2 separate regions of the Acanthopagrus latus genome follow, and region 1 is linked to region 2. The links are chromatin contacts, called in public Hi-C maps. All regions are on one chromosome and are shown on one strand. The core of a region is the stretch at or near the end of the contact, and the rest is flanking DNA. Distances in the headings are between cores, read along the strand shown. Region 1 holds the start of LOC119008397 (polycystic kidney disease 1 like 1). Region 2 holds the start of pip4k2aa (phosphatidylinositol 5-phosphate 4-kinase type-2 alpha).

Region 1 (5,755 bases), core at 3,002-5,501, 160 kb after region 2:
TATGAGAGCATTTCTGTGATATATTAATGGGACCTGATGTTTATTCAGGGTGAGAAAATGTACTTTAAAGGTGCACTATGAAGTTTTTGGGGAAGAGCTTTAATCAGAAGAGAAAGACGACGAAATAAAGTCTTTGTTTTCTTTACTGAGTGAACAAGATAAACAAACTGGCCTTAAGGGACAACACAATTTCATACTGTTTTACTTTGTATACACGTGGCGGACCCTGCCACCTTTTTATCTTCAAACAGTGTTCTGACTCTAAATTTCCTCTGTGAACAGCTTGTTTACTCAGCTAAGAAAAAAAAATTATTTCTGAGTTTGGATTATCACCTCATTAATATTGTTTGAATTAATTAATATTGTTTCCAAAACTACATAGTGCCCCTTTAACCTAACACTGCATGAACTCTTGGTGTTGTTCTGTGGCACAGAAAAGAAGGAGGGCTAGTTTTCAGTTGGAAGCAAAAGTGTAGACAAAGTTGTTGTCTTTTTTTTTTTTTTTTGGGGGGGGGGGGGGTAGTGACTGACACTTTAGATAAACAGAGCTCAACTTTGAAATTCCTGTTGTTCATTTTTTTTTCTTTTTTTTAAAAAACTGCCTAATCCCATTACATGAATGATTGAGCCGGGTGTGAGCATGTTTCAACAACCGTCCTGAACATGTCAGGTTATTAACATCGTGATTATGATTATCACTTCAAGAGATTATTATCTTCATTATTATCCATTGATATTGTTGGTTTCTTTCAGATAAAACATATTTATGTATAAATAAAAATCATTTATTGACAGATAAATCAAACAACTCATTTGAAATATGAATTTGGAGGACCGCTGTTGATTAAAGGCCTTTGAAAATAAAAGTGTTTCTTGTCAAATCTATATATGATTCAAACAGAACCCCTCCTCCACACGCACCCACGCGCACACACACACACACACACACACACACACGCACACACACACACACACACACACACACACACACACACACAAAATCTCACAGAGGTTTCTTTGTTGCATGCTACAATTAAACAACTTGTTTGCAAAAAAGACACATTATTAGCACCTGAAGGTACGTCTTCAAATCAAATTTTTAACATATTTTTTGTACAGAGAAACGCTTTAAATTTCACAGTCTATTACCTCAAAAGCGGTTAATCTCACTGGTTTTGACGGCCACATGTATTTAGAGGTTGACCTGTGTTGGGGAATGGAATTTCTATGAAAAAGTATTTTGTGCTTGAGCTAAAAAAGAGTAGAAACTGGTCTCTTGTAGAACTATTTACAAAGAATTAAACCATCGTAACTGTTTAAAATCAAAAGAATAAATCAGTCCTGTGGGGCTATACAATTAGTTGACAATCAGCCCTTACTTCAGCTGATTAAAATGTTCCACGGTCTGGACACTAATATCTGGACACTGGTTCTCTTTATAATGTTGAGAACATTACACACTATAGGGGGATTTGAACACTGGCCACAAGCGGTGGTGACCTTTGACCCCTCATACCAGGGAGTTAGGACAAGGAGCCCTGGCTGGATTGGGGATAAAAGCTACCAACACACACACACACACACACACACACACACACACACACACACACACACACACACACACACACACACAATCAGAAGACCTCCTCCACCACTGCAGCCACACTGACACATCAAAAATGTAATTAATTTGTAGCATTCACACACAGGAGAAGAAGTGATCCTTCTTTAAGACTGACTGAAAGAGAGCTGGATTTCCACCGGAGGCCTGCGTGCGTTCAGGCCACAGCTTGCTGATTATTGATCACTGTGTCAGCGCCGGAGTCGACAGATATTCTCACCTACAGCCCTTCTTGTTCAGTCTGGGCTACACGTCAAACGTCAGACGGATGGGAAGAAACGTGGCCCGCTGCCTCGCCGCAGGGCATGCAGGCAGGAGACACCCCGCCTTGAAATCACATTTGAGCTGGATGAGATTCCTTTCTTCTCCTCTTCAAGTGAAGTTTCTTAAATTGGGTGGTTGAGAAATATAATAGGACACATTTCTTTTTTTTTCAAGGGGCTGTCTGGGCCTTTGTCAGATAAGGTTTCAGCCAACTTTTTCTTTCCAGCCGCTTCTTTATATTGAGCGTTCAGGATGTGGGACAAAGGCGAAAGCTGGGAGTTCTGGAGTCATTGTAACTAACTGCTTTTTTAGGCCCAATTTGACCGAGGAGTGCTCAACTTGGAATGAAAAATAGGTAGAAGTGCCCTTTAATAATCATTAAGGTATTTCTCCAGTGCCCATAAAAGCACCATAGGTCACATTAAAGTCTGTTATTCATAACTTTATCCTGTGTGGTATTGCTAGAGATTTAAAATGTGGTTGTTATGTTTATACGTTTTGTTTTTTTTTAAAGTTAGTTCTGTCCATCTTAGCATCACAGCAATCTGTGAGACTGTCATGGACACTAATTCTGACCTTTCTAGTGACTGTCAGGGTATTTCGTGCGTGCAACACGTTTTCTCCGCCTGAATGAAACGCTACATTTAAGAGAAAGTTCCCTTTGGTTAAGGAGCAGAGAGAGAGAGCTTTTCTGTAGGTTAGAGTCTGTTCAGCTGTTTAAACCTTTAGAGTTCGTGGACAAAGACACGAATTTCCCTTGTTAAAGTCGCGCTGGGCTGTCACAGAAAACACTGAGAATTCGTGCCACGGAGCACGATTCGTTTAGGTAACATGTCACTGCCTTGAGCTGTCAGTTCATGGTTATTTTGTAACCTTACACAGCATAAACAGAATGTTTTATTTGCCGTAAAATACTGATATTGTTTAACGTCCTGATGTTTCTGTAATCTGCTGCTCTGATTTCTTTCTTTCCTGTGATATTAAAAGTCATGTAATATCCTGCTGAACTCGTTTTTTTTACGTGTTTTCTCTGCTCCCCGGCCCTTCCTGTCAGACCCTGGTGATCCTGCTCTGATAAGATCTGCATGTTACAGTGGATCCTCCTTAATAATTTGGCCTGATTGAGGCTTGTTTGGAGGGTAATCCGAGCCCGCAGAGCTCCCTCTCCTCCCCCCAGGGAGGAGGAAAGGGCGACAGAGGCCGTCAAATAGCTTTTAAATAAGGATGTTTAACTTATATGCTACGCGTTGAAGCACAAAGGTGAACTATATAATAAAGGTGCTTCTAATGCTTAAAAAAGCTTTAGGATTAAATAGATGCGGTTTTTTTTTCTTATAGCCCCATTAAAAGTGCTGTTTGTAAGAAAAGTTTAGTTTTGAGTCTCATTCCCAACTCGTCAAATAATGACACTCGGGGTTTCTATAATCGTCGAAACCTGACGTTTTGGGATGAAGGCAAAAAAAGCGTCAGTTTTCTGACAACTTAGGGATGAGACTCAAAAAATCAGCTTTTCTTACAAATAGGACCTTAAAACCACCATTTTCTCGCGTTAGTATCCATTCATGAATTTTAGGTCGTTGGCAGATCGTCACTTATTGGTTTATTGATTTGGTTTATCCTGAACTTTGAATTATTTTTCCAGGCCTCCTGTTTGGATTCGTGGTTGAGCAGCTTGTAAATGAATAGGCAGAGAGTTTGGGATCACGCAAAGACTGAGTGACTTGGGCAGCACAAAGAGAAGAATCAGGTATGTTAGAAAAAAAGAAAGAAAAAAAAAGAAAAGAAAAGAAAAGAAAAGAAAAGAAAAGAAAAGAAAACATAAGCGGGTCCCAGGAGCGTTTGTACCCTGAAGACAGCTGATTGAATAACAACTACGTCTTAATTGTGAGTTCAGACTCATTAATTAACCTGCAAAAAGTGGCAAACGTCATTTATTTCTGTGTTTGTGTGATTCAAGAGCGCATGGAGCAAGAACAGAACACGCAATAATGAAAGCACAGGCTGAAGCACAACATATGGTCAGTTATGGACTTTTTATCTAAATTGGCACCTAGTTTAGCTCTAACTTTGGCTGGTCCTGTTGTAAAGCTTGCACTAATTTCAAACAGACTGGGGACTGAAATGAAAATTTGTCAGTTTTAGATTCTGCTGTTGTTCGCTGTAAAATCACAAATCACCTCGCCATACATTTGCAGATAAAATGTCCAGTTCAAGCGCCTGTTTAAAGAGAAGGTGACGCACGATGACGCAGGGCCTTTGATTAACGGCACATACGACATTACGTTTCTTTTTATATTTGAGTCCATTTCTTTACTAGATTCCTTCAAAATCTGCAGTTAGTCGTTTCCTATTCATGTTTGACAGAAGGATGGAAGTCCTGCGTTACAGATGAACGCAAAAACACTCAGACTGCTGCACAGCCACAGTAATCAGCTGCCTGAAATATAAAGTTTACATGTGAGTATGCTTTAAAATACATAAACGCGAACAGATTGGGGAAGAATAAAGCCAAAACAAGCTGCCTCATGTCTGGCAGCTTCAAACAGCCTCTTCTCCCCTCTCCCCGAGTCCTCCTTGGGTTCAAACACTTTATTTTTCCACATGATTCATTTGCTTTTTATTGTGGCTGGACTCGCCTCCTCGCCTCTCGCTGCCATGACGGCCTAATCTGCTGCTTATCTTGTTTCATTTCTGTTTTGGCAACATGACGCAGCTCGTTTTCTCGTCCGCTCCCGAATAGAAAACGTTGGCCTGCGTCCATGATTTCTTCTTTAAAGACATCACAGAGCTGATAAAACGAACAGCTTGTGATCGCAGATAATTCGCATTTAGACAGAGACTGAGCCACGGAGGCGGTGAGGGGGACAGACGTGGCCACACCTGGACATCTTTATCAGTGATTTAATTTTAAAAAATGGCCGTGCCCTCGCTTCAGAGTGAGGTTTGGTCAGAGAGGGATCATGGGTCCTGTATTTATTTTAGGCTCCAAGAGACTCTCTCCATGAATACCTTCCACCACACGACTTCTTTATCAAATTCATTACTCGGGGGAGTATACGAGCTGCTGTGTGGCTCATTGGTCTGAAAGTGGTATCTGCTGAGATCAGAGATGAATGAGCTAAATAATAGATCAAAAAGTAGGAAAGCCCTCTGAAATGCGAGGCAAAAGGAGCCTCCTGTAAGCCAAAAATAATAATAATAACAATAATTTGGTTTGAAAAGCGGGAGCCTGTCGGATCTATTTTTGGCGGAGGAGCAGCCACTGAACGATTTTTCTTCAAATATTTACACCCAGATGAAGGGAACTTGAGTCTGTGATGGGGCTGGTGAATAAAGAGGTGGAAGTCCAGTCAAGGATCAGCACATGGAGCGGCTTGGATTATTTGTTCATCTTCGTGTGAAGGTGTAACTCTAATTCCCTCCCATGGTGATAAAGGCGCTTAAATATGTGCAAATATAAAGGTGTGAAGGCTGAAGTAACGGGCTGCTTTTCCCTCCAGCATGTCCCTGCTTTTTTCTTTCTTTCTTTTCTTTCTTTCTTTCTCTTTTTTATTTATTTATTTTTTTTGTCCGACAACCCTCCTGCTGACATGATCTATATTTGATATCGCCCCGGCTCCGTACAGTGCGCTGAACCGGTCCCTCCAGCGGACTCCGCGTCCTCGGCGAGACCCCGCGCACCTCGCCTGTTTTATCGCCCACTCCCACCGTTACGCAGCGCCGCAGCGCCGATCCACCAGCTTCCCCTCCTTTTTATTTGACAGATTTCGTTGACTTGGCGGTTTGTTAATTGTGTCACCGCGTGTGCACGTTGAAAACCCACCGTGCGCTTAACGAATGAGGCAGGTTATTGGAGGTACACCGGGCCCG
Region 2 (5,836 bases), core at 40-2,539:
GGAGGTCAACAAAACTCCAGTCACCTGGTTGCATTGTACGCCACCAAACGACTGAGAAGCCGACTGACTCACTGTTGGTGGCCATGATGCCCAAGGCCATGAGGGCGGTGCGTCTGACCAACTTGTTGCTGTGACTGATGAGCTGACAGAGAGGCTCCAATGCCCCAAGTCCAAGCAGAGAAACCTTGTTCTCATCTCCTAACAACAGGGGGAGACAGTGAACAGGGAAATTAAGTATGGTACCCAACAGACCTGAGTGCGTGTGGGCGTTTATTGTGTATCTGTGAAGTCGTGAGGACAAACACTGCAGTGTGATTAAACATTAAAAAAGAGTAGACATAGACTTTTTTTTTATTATTCAATGGATTTTGATTCTATTTTAAATAACATTTCAAACATGTCAGCTGCTCCTAATGTACAAAAGCATACGCGTGTTTTATGAGGGTAGAATGTTAACAGATGGTTTCCCCGTAAAGGTCAGGAGATTAGACAGGACAGTAGTCAACCACAAATATATTTTTGCGCTTTTCAGCTGCATAGTTGCTCAGCATAAACAAACAAACAAAATGTGCCAGCAGCGCGAAACCCTACTGTACCTTTCTCTGCAAATGTGTGGATTGCCTCACAGGCTTTCACTAGTATGTCCTCCTCTGGGGAGCTCAGCAGCAGCACGACTGTTGCTGGGTTTTTTCCCTCAACAGGTAGTGGTTCAAACTGGCAACGTGAGGACAGATATGTTAATGCTTTATACCTGTGTAATATCTTTATATCATATCTTGTGTCCGTGCCCGGGTATGCTTTCAGGGCAGCGTTTTCAGCCGACATGAAACACATAAAACGCTTCACAAACACGTAAGCTACATTCATCAAAGGGGTGAAAGATGAGAAGGTTTTCATGGCAGGAATCTCTCACCGTTTCCTTGCATGAAGTTTCACTCTCTTTTCTCACTTTCTTCCCCATTCTGTGTCCTAGAAGGGGGAGAAGGCACATCCGCTGTTCAATGCAATCAACTCTGTGTCTTGTGGTCATGAATTTAGTTAGCCATGCTAGCCAAATCCCGAAGCTAACCTGACAGTTTAGCCGGCTACACTTGCAGTGTTGACGCCTTCAAAGGAAACAGACACACAGTACTGCATCTAAAATATTCAGTATCCCTTACCTATTTCTCTCCAAACTAAATGGCAAGTTAAAGATGTGTCATAACCACGACCGCCGGCATAAACAGTCAGGCTAGTAGCTAGTTTGGTGTTTTGGAAAACGAGGTTGACATCGCGTTGCTAGGCAACGGATGCCACGTTGGGCTAACGAGGGCTTCACCGGTTAGCTTTATGGCTCACATTTGCATGAACAGGTGGGCTTCATAAAGAAATGAACGGATGTTATATTGAAAAATGACAGGGGAATATATGGGCCATTGTGTGAGAGAGAGTGTGCGTGTATGTGTTGAGAGGGGGGCTTTCATCTGTAGGTCATGGCAAAGGCAGACCTATGCGCTGCTGTGAAGGGTGAGTCATAAAACAAATGAGCTTCTATACAGCATCAGCACACTTGATGCCTCCTGCTCTTAGAGAGGCACTGACACAGCAATGTGCCAGTGGAAACAGCACAGTATGCACCAGAAAGCCAAATGACCTCTAAAGACATTACCGCTGGTGGTGTGGGACATTATCGCTCTGCAGCCTGAAATGAGCCTCCGATTAATCTAAACTAAAGCAAATCAAGGATGGGGGATGGCTGGGATGATGTACAGGTTTTTACTGCTAATGCATTATTATTACACGAGCTGCAAATGCGCGCGCCCACGCACGCACGCTCGCACGCTCACATTCATACAACCGGCCCACCTGAAAATGTACAGCGAATGCTGCGTATTCACGCTCAAATGGGTTTTTGATTTATTTCAGCTGTCAACGTGCTATTGAAATCTAAAGGCAAAATTAGACTGATATGAAAAAAAAACACTCCTGTGTGCTGCTAAACGCCACAGAAAAAGTAGCATTAACCCGGCGGAGGGAGGGGGTTGCAGCGAATCAGCGCAGCAGGCACTGCAAAGCGCAGGCTGTCACCTCCCCTCCTCCGTCGAGCTGTCAGTTGACAGCAGCACACATGAGCCTCTACGCTGCAGACGGAGTTGACTGGCCGCTCGTTTTGACGTCTAGATAGTTGCTCCTCGGCGTTTCAGTTCAAGCGGGGCAGGACTATGACACGGTACCCCTGTCGTCTCGACGGACTGACAACGGAAGCGTACGAGGGCTGAGCCGCTTTGCTAGTTAAGAGCTGCTAATGTTAATAGTTAGCTTGCAGGCTAATGGTAGCTAGCAGCTGAACGGAGTCCGGTTCTGCTTTGTGCCGTCAGTTGGCTGACGTTACGTAGCTGGCTCGCTAGCGAAGGTCGGAGGGAGTAAGGTTAGCTGATGGCCAGGAGCGTTCAGTTAGCCATTCATCATCACTAATGTGTCATTTTAGTAATTGGTTGTAAGGCTGCACGAAATTTGTGTGTCGGTTGTCACTGGGCTTCACACGCTTTTTGTTTTATACGTTTATTAATTTTACAAAATTTATCGTTGGCGCTTGCTAGCTAGCAAGCTAATCGGCTATGCTAACGCCAGCTCAGTGAGAGCCCACATCGCAGGGGTGCGGAGAGCTCCAGACCAGTCAAGGAAGGAAGAGCGGTGACTTATGATGCGGGCTGAGGGCAGCAGCGGACTGTTAGGCGAAGGAAAGCAGCAGTATTAGCTTTAACATATCTTATTTTCTCACATTAGTTCTTGTCGAGTTAGGGCCATAGCGTCAGGCAAGCTGTGTGGGACGTCGGATGAAGAAAAGAATTGGGGCACTTTGATTTGCAAGCTGGCTAAATGAATAGTATTGGTAATACTGAGTCGTGAGCTGGTGGCCGCTGTGCCAACCTCAAGGGGAAGACACTCTTTCAAGATAATCACACAGACTGCAATAACCAGCCAGTTTGCTTTAAAATGGCTTCGGCGGCCAGCATCGCTGCATCTATTGCGAGCAAAACGAAGACCAAGAAAAAGCACTTCGTTGCCCAGAAAGTGAAGCTCTTCCGCGCAAGCGACCCTCTGCTCAGCGTGGTTATGTGGGGAGTCAACCATTCGGTGAGTCAGACCATCTAATGTCCTTATGATCCCCCACAGTTGTGTCTTTCCTGACCCTTTGATGTGCCACATTAAGCCCCACTTGCTGTCAGCTGTGTGCCTTTGTGTTTTTGCATTTGATTGATAAATAGGAGATGACAGCTGTCCAGACGTTGGTCGGTACTGTCATTGTAAATGAGTGACTGTGCTGAAATCATTACTTATATTTGCTTTAGTAAGCTTTCATACAGTTACATCTCGCATGATATATGCATGGTTTTGATGTAAGCACTAAAAGTGTGTGTGTGTGTGTGTGTGTGTGTCTGAGCAGTGAACTCTTCTTTGGCTTCCTGTTGTGCACATGTAGGATAAGCTCCTAGGGCCTTGTGTCATAAGAGATCTTCCCATGCAAGACAGCTTATCTCTGTGCTCTGCTCTCTTTCTCTTCCTTTGCTGAATATTTGCGCTGGGCCAACACTCATATGTTGGAGGGAGAGCAAAGTCGGATAGTTGAGGATGTACAGATGTTTCTAGCACCAAATCCCAGATATTAAACCCTTTACCGATGTTTTGCACGCATTGTTTTTGAACTCAAAGAGACGGCACTCTGTCAACAGGCCAAGGCATATAATCTGGAGTACTTAAGGTTTCTTCACTCTTGCAATCTTATTATGAATATATAGCCTTTCATAATCCTTTACTCAGCTTGCTGCTAATAATCAGAATGTGGTTATTACAGTAAAGCCAGCCTGTTTACGGAAGAATTTACCTGTTTGAGATTGAGGAGAACTGTGTATAAACAAATGGAGTTGAGCAGTAAGTGAGCAGCAGCTTTCATGTATTCCATCAGTACATAAATGTCTATTTATATGTTGGTATGAAATAGTTCCCATGGAGTTGCTAATGGTGTAAAAAGTGACAATTGTAGGGTTTATGGAAAATAAAAAAGGTATTTAGGCCTTTTGATGCAGTTTACTTCTCTGCATGCTTGCTCTTTATTTATTGCCTTGTCCACATGCAGGTACATTATTATATTTGATCATTTTTAGAACATATCTCTTCACACGAGAGAAGGCAGAAACAACTCCAAACATTCAATAGGCAGCAATAAAGTCTAGGTAAAGGATACATCAAACACCAAAGAAAAGCATTCTCAGCATGCATAGTGAGCTTTTTCTGTTGTAAACATCTAAGTTAATTTGTTAACTTAAAACACAGTATGTAAAGTTTGGAAAACATAAACAAACTGGTAGTCGCTATTGATGTTCAGGTGCATTCTCAAAAAAAGGAACAGACTAGTGAATGGCAGTGATGACATTATTGTTTCCCAAAAGCTCATGAGTGAGCCTAAACGTGGTTTGCAAAAAGGCCAACATGCAGAGGAAAGACAATTGGTTTTGTGAAATATCCTTATATGTCTGTCTGTGATTGTCCTGCTTGGTTGTGTTGTGTGGCTGTGGTTACCAGATATTATGAAACAGGCGAACAGGCAGGGACTTCTTTAGCAAATCAGTTCAACATTTCTCATTGATAGAATATACATATTTTTTGACTAGTTCCATAGCATGGCAGTTGCTCATCAATATTAATTTGGCACTATGTAAGTGGGTCAGAGGAATTCTATTTGGACATCTATCACATTAGAAGTAGTATATGTTGGTCATATCCTCTCATACATTACATTTACATTTTTGACCACTGTTTCCCTTTGTTGATGCAGTTTGGCATGTCTCATGACATCAGAGACTGTTCCCTTTTATATATAAGATAATATTGCATTTTTAGGTTAAGGCAGCAGCAATTGTGCACAGATTTGGTCACTTTTGATCCTTGTTTGTTGTTTCTTGCTACATTAAAAACTCATACTTTGAAACTCAATTTTTAGTTAGTCTGTTTTGTTTAAATCCATATCTCTGTACTCGGTTGAGGAAACCTGGGGTGTTTGATGGACATCAATGCGACAGACACTACCTGCAAGTTAATTTTAGACAGTTTCATTTGTTTTCTTGTCTTTTAGTTAAGGGTGGCAGTTTAGTGTGGATTACACAGCCTTTATAGCCTGATTTACAGTATGTGTGGCCAAGACAGCTAAAGATCCAAAGCTGTTATTCTGCATCTAAGCTGTAATCTGTCAATAGATTACAGTCACCTGGCTTTGGAGTTAATCCTGAGGGGGCAACATAAAGTGGAGGCTGACCTCAATGCAGCTATGCAGTCATTGTATTTTTTTAATGTAAGCCTGAGAAAGATGGACATTGATACATTGTCCTCTCACTAATGGTTATTATATTATCAGATGGAATCAGTTCCAGCAGAGAACTGATTCCAAATTATCCAATCTGGCAGAATTGTTTGCCTCTGAATGTATCAATTACGTTTATTAATGCCGGCATTTTTTCTGACAGCTGTCAGAAGAAGGAGTCAGGGTGGAGAGAAGGCAATGGTTAAAATAATGGCTTCATTTCAAGAAGAACAATGATCTGTAATGCCTGTAAAATGATAATTTTAGCGTGCAAACAAAAGCAACATGTAAATATGAAATATCCTTCTATGTAACATCGGTTTAAATTCCACGACAGCCATGTATGTGACTGTGAAGGCACACTTTTTTCCAGAGAGAAAATTGATCAAGAATCAATAGGGAAATCGATAAAGAATCAGACCCATAAGCAGAATCGAAAATGATACCAATAAAATCATATCCATTCCCACTCCTAATGCAACATCAGCTAGACTTGTC

The links. A called contact is a pair of places that touch in the nucleus more often than the background predicts.
Region 1: a contact with region 2 is called in a Hi-C map of muscle, with 3 times the contacts expected there. The contact joins the promoter of LOC119008397 here to the promoter of pip4k2aa in region 2. A contact is called at or near these places in 2 of 4 Hi-C or Micro-C datasets (liver and muscle).

Annotation. Positions count from the first base shown.
Region 1 is chr19:11,853,445-11,859,199 of fAcaLat1.1, forward strand. LOC119008397 (polycystic kidney disease 1 like 1) reads left to right here and starts at 4,252. Exons shown (of 56, transcript XM_037078645.1): 1 at 4,252-4,342. The coding sequence starts at 4,341.
Region 2 is chr19:11,696,611-11,702,446 of fAcaLat1.1, forward strand. pip4k2aa (phosphatidylinositol 5-phosphate 4-kinase type-2 alpha) reads left to right here and starts at 1,290. Exons shown (of 11, transcript XM_037078402.1): 1 at 1,290-1,352. armc3 (armadillo repeat-containing protein 3) reads right to left here and starts at 1,301. Exons shown (of 18, transcript XM_037078398.1): 1 at 1,161-1,301; 2 at 914-969; 3 at 597-714; 4 at 73-198. The coding sequence starts at 961.